3 separate regions of the Mus musculus genome follow, and regions 1 and 3 are each linked to region 2. The links are chromatin contacts, called in public Hi-C maps. All regions are on one chromosome and are shown on one strand. Each heading gives the region's core, a stretch centred on a gene start, on an enhancer-like site or on the middle of the called end of the contact. The rest is flanking DNA. Distances are from core to core; before and after follow the strand shown.

Region 1 (2,947 bases), core at 193-2,692, 600 kb after region 2:
CCCTTGCTGCCCCTCCTGCCCCTGCTGCCCCAGCTGCCCCTCCTGTCCCTCCTGCCCCTGCTGCCCCTCCTGCCCCTCCCGCCCTTGCTGCCCTTGCTGCCCCTCCTGCCCCTCCTGCCCCTGCTGCCCCTCCCGCAACTGCTGCCCCTGCTGCCCCTCCTGCCCCTCCCGCCCTTGCTGCCCTTGCTGTCCCTCCCGTCCCTCCCGCACCTGCTGCCCCTCCTGCCCCTCCTGCCCCTCCTGCCCCTGCTGCCCCTCCCGCCCTTGTTGCCCCTCCTGCCCCTGCTGCCCCCCTGCTGCCCCTCCCGCCCCTGCTGTCCCTCCTGCCCCTCCTGCCCCTCCCGCCCTTGCTGCCCTTGCTGCCCCTCCTGCCCCTGCTGCCCCAGCTGCCCCTCCTGTCCCTCCTGCCCCTGCTGCCCCTCCTGTCCCTCCTGCCCCAGCTGCCCCTCCTGTCCCTCCTGCCCCTGCTGCCCCTCCTGCCCCTCCCGCCCTTGCTGCCCTTGCTGCCCCTCCTGCCCCTCCTGCCCCTGCTGCCCCTCCCGCAACTGCTGCCCCTGCTGCCCCTCCTGCCCCTCCCGCCCTTGCTGCCCTTGCTGTCCCTCCCGTCCCTCCCGCACCTGCTGCCCCTCCTGCCCCTCCTGCCCCTCCTGCCCCTGCTGCCCCTCCCGCCCTTGTTGCCCCTCCTGCTGCCCCTGTTGCCCCTGATGCCCCTGATGCCCCTCCCACCCCTGCTGCCCCTTCTGCCCCTCCTGCCCTTGCTGCCCCTCCAGCCCCTGATGCCCCTCCTGCCCCTCCTGCACCTCCTGATCCTCCTGCCCTTGCTGCCCCTCCTGCCCCTGCTGCCACTCCTGCTACTCCTGCCCCTCCCGCCCTTGCTGCCCCTCCATCTTCCCCTCCTGCCCCTGCTGCCCCTGCTGCCCCTGCCACCCCTTCTGCTGCCACTGCTCCTCGGAGTTGCTTCTGGTTGGGTGTGGCTGCAGAGGCGAGCAGAATGACCAGCACAAGTCTCAGCCTTCAATCGTTCGCGTTAGATCGTGCTGATGAAAATATCACGTCTAAGGCTCGTCTTCTTACGTCTGAAGAACAGTTAACATTTACTGATTTCATTGTAGGGGAATGCAGAGGTTCCATACTGTGTGTGACCGTCCAACGACATTATGTCAGAGTCAGTGCTCTCACTTACCATCTAGGTCCCAAGGATCAAGCTCGGTCCACCGGCCCGGCAGCCAGCACCTCTACTGGATGAGCAGTCTCCTCAGCCCTTCAGCTTCTGGCATTGGAGCCACACCCTAGAGGAAAGCAAACCCAGAGCTCGGGAGTTAGGCCCTTGCATTTCTTTTATCTCAGATGTGAATTTACAGACTTAGAAATCAGATGCGAGGAAGCTACCAACACTCATCGTCTTTGGACTCTGCCAGGCATTGTCATGGTTCGGCCTCCATGATACAGGAGTGTTGGGAGTTCTGCAAAACCAGCTGGGGTGAACTTTCTTTATCTCGGAAACCATATAAGCAAGCTGGTCTAGTAAGTGCAACAGGGCAAGGCATGGCGCCATAGCAGGAAAGGGCTCTGCAGTCTTTTTTTTTTTTTTTTTTTTTGTCACTGCAATAAAATTCCATGATCAGAGTAACTTTATAGGAGTAAAAAAGTGCGTATTTTGGCTTACAGTCCCATTGGGAGAGTCCATAATGGAGGTAGAGGCAGTAAATAGCCAGAGAATGAAGCTGAGGGAGTGTGTATCCATCCACATGCAAGACCCAGGCAGAGAAAACCATCAGGAAGGCTTGGCTTATAAACTTCCACCTTAAGACTCAGACTCACACACATGCACACACACACACTCATACACACACACACACACTCACTCTCACACACACTCACACACACACACATGCACACACTCACACACTCACACACACACACAGTCATACGCACACACTATTGACTTGTGTGCAAAGCTGTCTGTACTCTTAGTGATGTTCTTAATGCTAAGAATCTCCGTGAGGGACATTCACCCCTGGCAGGGGAATAACAGACCACAGACACAATTTCGTATCAGCCCAGCCTGATGAGCCAATGAGCTCACTCCTGGTGAATCCGTGAGTCAGAGGCTGCTGACAGGAGCAGGAGGGATGACGCATGGCAATAGCATCTCTGGAGTTCCTCTCCCCATCTCCCTTTTACTTCCTATATACTCTATTGCTTCTCCCAGACCAGGTGACAGGTGAGGGTGGTGGGTAGGATCTTGGATGAAAGTCTAGGAACCCTCTCTCCTCCACCTATGAACCATGAGTGAATGTTGCTAGTCTCAGCACATGACTATGCTCTAGCTATCTGCATGTTTATTGTCTTTCTTATTCCCCTGTCTAGACTGGAAGCAGAGCAAGGTCCCCTGTAGTTCCTATAGCAATCTTGTCTCTATGAGGACTATAACCATGTGATGCTCAAAAGAAATAACTACATCATAATAATCTCCAAAGCTTTCTTTTTCATACTATAAAACATAAAGCTGTAGTATGAATTTTATGCCAAATGTAGTGTAAATATCCCTTGGGGATAGAACACAAAGTCCAAAAACAACAAGTAGGGAAAAGATCCCATCTAAATCGCCAGCAGGAACATGCCTACGGCTGCTCTGTTGAGAACACCAGCAGATTTGCCTCAGATTAAAAGCACAATTGCACTCAGTCATCACCAGAGAAGCTTTCTTCTGCAGCAGATGGGAACAAACATAACAATGTCAATATAACAAATATAAGGAATATAACAAATATAACAAATGGGAACATTGTCACAGCCAGACAATGTGCAGAGAGGAAGAGACCTTTGAATGCTCAGCCCTAAATGGGATGTCTCCATCAAATCCCTCCCCTCAGTATTCAGGGAGCCCCTCAGAAGAGGTGGTAGAAAGTCTGTAACAGCCACAGGGGATGGAGAATTAGAGGAA
Region 2 (2,789 bases), core at 53-2,552:
AATAATTATTAAAAGGCATCCTGTATGTTTAGTGTCAATTCAGAAGTATTTGTCATTTCTGATCCCGACTCTCACACTGTCCCAGGCTATGATTACCCTCTTCCTCCAGCCTGCTAAATCCTGAGCTTACAGGCGTGTGCTACCATGCCTGGCAAACACCCTTTAGTACTTGGCCTCCAATAACTGAGTTTGGTTTAATTAAGTAATCAGATGGACTATCACAGATAAGCCAGTCCTGAACACAAACAACAAAGGAAAGTACTTCTAAGACACAGCCATTCCTGTCAGGTTCTGATCACTATCATCTTGATGGTTTTTATCTTTTGTATCATAAAATAATTCATCTTAAACATTGCACTTAAAGGAACTTGACTGCTGATTCATATTTGAGTTAATCTGGTATCAATTACTGGCTTGGGTTTGGAAAATTCGATGTCTGAGCAGATGAAATACTTCAATACCTTAGATAGAGCTGGTTTCTGGATCCAGCCTGCAGTGGCATGGTCAGAAAAGTTTAAAATATTTCTGCCAGATTCAAAGACGAGCAAGATTAAAAATTCCCAAATGTGTATCCTGGATCTCCTCCAAAAAACATTCCATCTTTATTCATTATTGGATATTGTCTTGATTAAAATTCCTGTTGGTTTGTCCTTGGTTAAGTAGTAATCTTGTAGCCTAGCATTTGGAATGTATTGGGATCATGTGACACGCGTGAGCCCAAATGAATATAGAGAGATCTCTTTCACAAGTCAGCAAGGACGACTAGAACGAGTTCAGATTTCAGCAGCGCAGCTTCAGGCGGGGGGAGGGGAGGGAGTTATCTGGTCGGCACATTCTTTGCCAACATGTGAGTCAGAAAGAGCTGTTCAAAGCAGGATGACTTTCCCCGTAACACCAAAGTCCTGAATCCAGGCCGATTTCTCCAGAGAACTTGAGATTCTCCCCCTTCTTCCCCCTTTATCTCTCTGTTCTATTTCTAGCAGTTGCTAACTTCACCCAGTAACATGTGAAAAATGCAGTCCACAATGGGAAGCAGATGACTAGGCCACCATCTTCTGAGTCACCCTTCTGTCCTCTGCATTCCTTTCAAGACTGAGGACTGATTCTGAGGAGGGGCTGAGCAGGGAAATCCAAGGGAAATTTGGGTCTCTTCAATAACCCTGAAAGAGAATGTGTGTATGTGTGTGTGTGTACGTGTGTCTGTCTGTATGTGTGTGTCCACATGTTTATGTAGAAGCCAGAGGACAGCCTTAGCTGTCCTCTCCTTCCAGGCACTGTCCACCTTTGAGACTGGGTTTCTTAAGGACCTGTAGCTCTCTGATTCAGCTAGGCTGGCTGGCCTGTTTCTGCCTCCCTCGTATAAGCATCTACTACCATACTTGGCTTTTTAACGAGGGTGCTGGAGATGTAAACAGAGGTCTTGCATGGTAAGTACATCACTGAAAGAGCCATCTCCCTACCCTCATGCAGATGCTTTTTTGGTTCCCACAACCTGCCTGGTACTGATCCCCAGGGACTCCAGTCTAGGTCCTGATGCTTGTGGAAGATCAAGAAGAAAGGGAGGGAGGCTGTGCAACATTGGAAGGCCCAGCTGGCCTTTTGTTTTGTTTTATATTAATGGGCACTGGGACATGAAGTCTGTCTCAGAGCAGGGAGGGACAGAATATTGGCGAAGGTCTGAGTCCCCAGAGATGACAAGAGCTGTCAGCACCTCTCTTGTGCTGGAAACATATCCGTCAGCTAGAAAAAGTCATGAGGTGGAGCTGGAGCCAAGCGTTTTGGGATAGACTCAACTTTAAGGCAAGCTGTCGGGGAGTCAGTTCAAGGCTGTGTAATCCCCAGTATGGCCGGTAAGAATACCACGGGGGCCTGGAGGAAACTATGCTCCTGCTGGCTCCAGGAACTGGGTCGGGATCCTCAGGAACAAAGCATCCAGCTGCAGTGATAGCTGCAAAGAAGCTCAAAGGGGTGTGTATGTGTGTGTGTGTGTGTGTGTGTGTGTGTGTGCACATTTATGAAGGTCAGAGGTCAATGCCAGACATCTTCCTCAATTTCTCTCCACCTTATTTGTTGAGATAGGGTCTCACCCTAAACCTGGAGCTCAGAGATTTGTCCAGACTGGCTGACTGGGAGACCCAGTCATCCTTTGCCTCTGCCTATCAAGTGCTGGGAGTGTAGGCAGGTAACTCCAAGCCCAACTTTTCATATGGGCGAGGGGATCTGAATGCAGCGCCTCACACTTGTGTGGCAAGTGTTATCTCATCAGCCTGACACTTCACAGTATCGTGTGACCCTGGCCGCCCAGCTTCTGGGAATCTGGCCTGCTACTTACAGAAATGAATGAGTCAGCTCACTTCCCATGAGGCCAAGCCTCAGGCAGTCTTCTTGGGTTTAGAGTGAACTTGCCTTCAGTCTCTCACCCACGTGCAGAAACACCAGTCAAACCAGGATGCTGAGTAGTTAGTTAAATGGTAGCTATGAGATGATCAAGGCTCTGTCTGGTTTCTTCAGATCTGTAGGCCCCACACCCAGAATAGTAACTGCATATCCATATTTGAGATTGAGTAAATGAATAAATGAATGAATAATATCAGATTTGTGAATAAGAATCTATGGTGCAATAGTCAAATGGTTTTGAGCACATGAGCTGACAAATGCATTTAATATTTTAACACATATATATCATATAACATAATACTTTAGTTCATTCATCTTTTCCCTCTCCATTCTCTTCCCTTCTTCTTTCTTTTTTTCTCCCCTACCTTTGTTCCCTTTTCGTTAAGGTTTCA
Region 3 (2,717 bases), core at 52-2,551, 640 kb after region 2:
ATTTAAGATGATTATATAAATATTAAATCTAATAAGTAATATATAAAAACTATCTTAGTAAAGCTCTTATGAGGTACCCTGTGTAAGTTATTTCCAATAACTACTCTGCCTCTTCCAGACATATCAATCTAGTACCTAACCAAAAAAAAAAAAAAAAAATGAAGTTCAGGAAGGGTAAGAAATATGAAAGTTAAGGGTGAGTCAAATTCATGCCAATAAGATGCCAAGATCGACTTCTAGCTAGAGCCCTACCACTATTGGACACCACACCGTCCAGTCCTAAGGGATACAGCCTCTGCCTACATCACAGCCTCTCCTTCCAGGAGGAGAATCTAAAAAGCTAGGATGAGAAGAAGCCAGTGAAAGCTCAGTGAATAAGCATTTGTTGCAAAGCCCAAGGTGAGAACCAACGTCTACAAGTTGTCCTTGGACCATCCCACACAGGCAAACATACCTCACCTATCCTCGCACTATATAAAATTTAAAATCTTAAATAGAAGAGAGAAAAGGAAAAAGACGAAGGATATAGGTTGTCAGTGATGAATGGCCAGAAAACTCTCAATGCTGAGTCACCCTGAGCAAGCTCTGTGTTAGGGAGTGGCGAGAGTGAAGGAGAGACTCTCATGCCAATGCACAGCAGGAGCAACATGGAAGCCCCAGTGTGATGATTGATTCCACTAAAGGGCTTGCCTTACAAGCAGCAGGACCTGAGTTAGAACCCCAGAACCCATGCAAAACAAAACAGACAAAATAAAACAGCACAAAGAAACAAAGGATGCAAAACAAACAAACAAACAAACAAACAAAATACAAGCATGGAAGGTTGTGTGCACTTGTGATCCCAGCCCTGGGGAGGCAAAGACCAGCAGATCCCTGCCTACTTGGATAACTCCAGAGCAGCTCCAGAGCAGAACCCCTGCCTCAGAATAACAAGGGGAATATCATCTCACGAACAACAAAGGAGGCGCTCGTATGTTTTTCAACATGCACATTTATGCGTGCACACACACACACACATACGTATGCACAAAGCAAAACAACACAGTTCACACTCATCAGGACTCCTGCTGTAGCTAGTCCCATCCAGGATGAGGACAAGGAGTACTAAATAATGGAGATGACGGATGTGGGTAGTGACTTACATGTGAAGCCTTGTTACTTGGGAGTGATAGCTGTGTTTTAGACTCCTCTGTCTCAGCAGAAAGCCCGATGAAGGCGTCCATACTGGCAAGGGTGGGACACGGCCTGGGAAGAAAAATGGGATTGCAAGAAGCAGCCAAGACCAGCCCTAAAATCCCCAGTTGGAAGTGTCTCTGTAGTCTGTGGCTTGGCCTAAGACCAGGGTAGAAACATGTGGTCTGAGCACAACAGGCTGGAGACCAGAGGGTCAGGAAGGACATGGGTTTATGAATGTCTTCGTCAGATTAAAGGATCTTGTCTCTCCAAGCAACCGTTTCTAGATCTGCATGGTCTTGCAGAGTCTGTTCATCCCGGATTGCAGTTATTCACATTGTTTCCCAAAATGCCGGCTAGGAAGGCTTGGGAATGATAAAGCAGGAGGCTCAGGAAGCTCATTCGCTTGGGGTAGAGGAATCCAGATCTCTGCCAGCTAATTTAACAAGAGACCCGAGGCGAGAACCACCTCTAATAATTCAAAACTAAAATTAGACATTCATTTGAAAAAAAAAATCAGGTAACCGAAACAAAAACGAGGGGAACTTTGTTTATTTAAATTATGAGGCTAATTGCCTCAACTCTCCAATTCCCCTCAGTGGGGTAGACTTGGCTTGAGTCTATCAGTATCCATGGCGACTCATCTAATAAGTAAACTGCATTAGCTCTGCCACTAGCAGAGAGAAGGGAGGGGTCTTGAAATGTATCTGTGTGGCTTCCTTCCAGTGCAAGGCATTTCATTATGTCCTGAGGACATGAGGCACTTCAAAGAGGATTGAAATCTGGAATGAGGGGGAGGAGTTTGGGATTATATACTTGCTTTTTAGTTTTATTTTTATATATGAGAATCAGACGCTAGAGATGGGGGACTCTGGAGAGAGGATTTTTTTTCTCTCTCTCTCTTCTGGGCTAGGGTTTTGTTTTGATTTGCTCAATGGTTGATATCTTTCCAAAAAGTTCCCCCATGAAAGCAGGCTTTCTTGTTTCCTCTTATATACATAATTTCAAGTGTATGTGACAGGCTATCTGTTAAGACAATACTCACACCTGATTCTATCTCGAGAAGGAAATGATGCAACGAATCGTTGCTGGTACCCAAACGATGTAAAGTGGCAATAAAAATCACCTCAAACAGGCACTGTGGGGTTCCTGTAACTACAGAAAACTAACTTGCTCTGTATCCATTTACTTTTAAAAATCATTTCACGATTAGAAGCATGTCAACTGGTCTAATTATTGCAGCAAATAATGAATCATTTCCTTTACAATCACTTATTAATTAGCCATCATAACACTGTTGTGAATTAGGTAGAAAGACAAGGATTCAATATTCGGTTATTAACACCTAATTAAAATATTCATTGTTTCCCATATGTTGTTTATAGCTTGGCTTCTTCCACACACTTGACAGGATTTCACTAACATGGAACAATGTCTTCCATTTGCTTAGCTCCGTCGCCATCTGTTGTTCAGAAGTAGAATATGTCTTCCTGTCTCCCTCTCCCCTCCCTTACCTCTTGCTTTTGGGAGAGTTTTAATTGCGA

What was found. A called contact is a pair of places that touch in the nucleus more often than the background predicts.
Region 1: a contact with region 2 is called in a Hi-C map of muscle stem cells, with 2.5 times the contacts expected there. The contact joins the promoter of 2210011K15Rik here to the enhancer-like site in region 2. A contact is called at or near these places in 1 of 484 Hi-C or Micro-C datasets (muscle stem cells) and 4 of 115 datasets of contacts at active chromatin or transcription factors (the NIH/3T3 cell line, embryonic fibroblasts, embryonic stem cells and 1 more).
Region 3: a contact with region 2 is called in a Hi-C map of embryonic fibroblasts, with 5 times the contacts expected there. The contact joins two enhancer-like sites. A contact is called at or near these places in 3 of 484 Hi-C or Micro-C datasets (adipose-derived mesenchymal stem cells, embryonic fibroblasts and uterus) and 2 of 115 datasets of contacts at active chromatin or transcription factors (the NIH/3T3 cell line and vascular smooth muscle cells).

What each region holds. Positions count from the first base shown.
Region 1 is chr1:121,358,629-121,361,575 of GRCm38.p6, forward strand. It overlaps 2210011K15Rik (a long non-coding RNA gene), which reads right to left and starts at 1,443. Exons shown (of 3, transcript XR_003947976.1): 1 at 1,394-1,443; 2 at 1,184-1,289.
Region 2 is chr1:120,756,644-120,759,432 of GRCm38.p6, forward strand. The region is part of intron 2 of 2610027F03Rik (a long non-coding RNA gene); the gene reads left to right. Among named protein-coding and RNA genes, the nearest start is that of Gm29345, 48 kb to the right of the region's middle. Within about 2 kb of position 1,303, at least 87 of the 459 cell types and tissues checked have an H3K27ac peak or open chromatin away from gene starts, as enhancers often do. A contact at or near this core is called in the NIH/3T3 cell line, embryonic fibroblasts, muscle stem cells and 2 more, where this site is marked.
Region 3 is chr1:121,397,825-121,400,541 of GRCm38.p6, forward strand. No RefSeq gene overlaps it. Among named protein-coding and RNA genes, the nearest start is that of Ccdc93, 32 kb to the right of the region's middle. Within about 2 kb of position 1,302, at least 50 of the 459 cell types and tissues checked have an H3K27ac peak or open chromatin away from gene starts, as enhancers often do. A contact at or near this core is called in the NIH/3T3 cell line, embryonic fibroblasts and uterus, where this site is marked.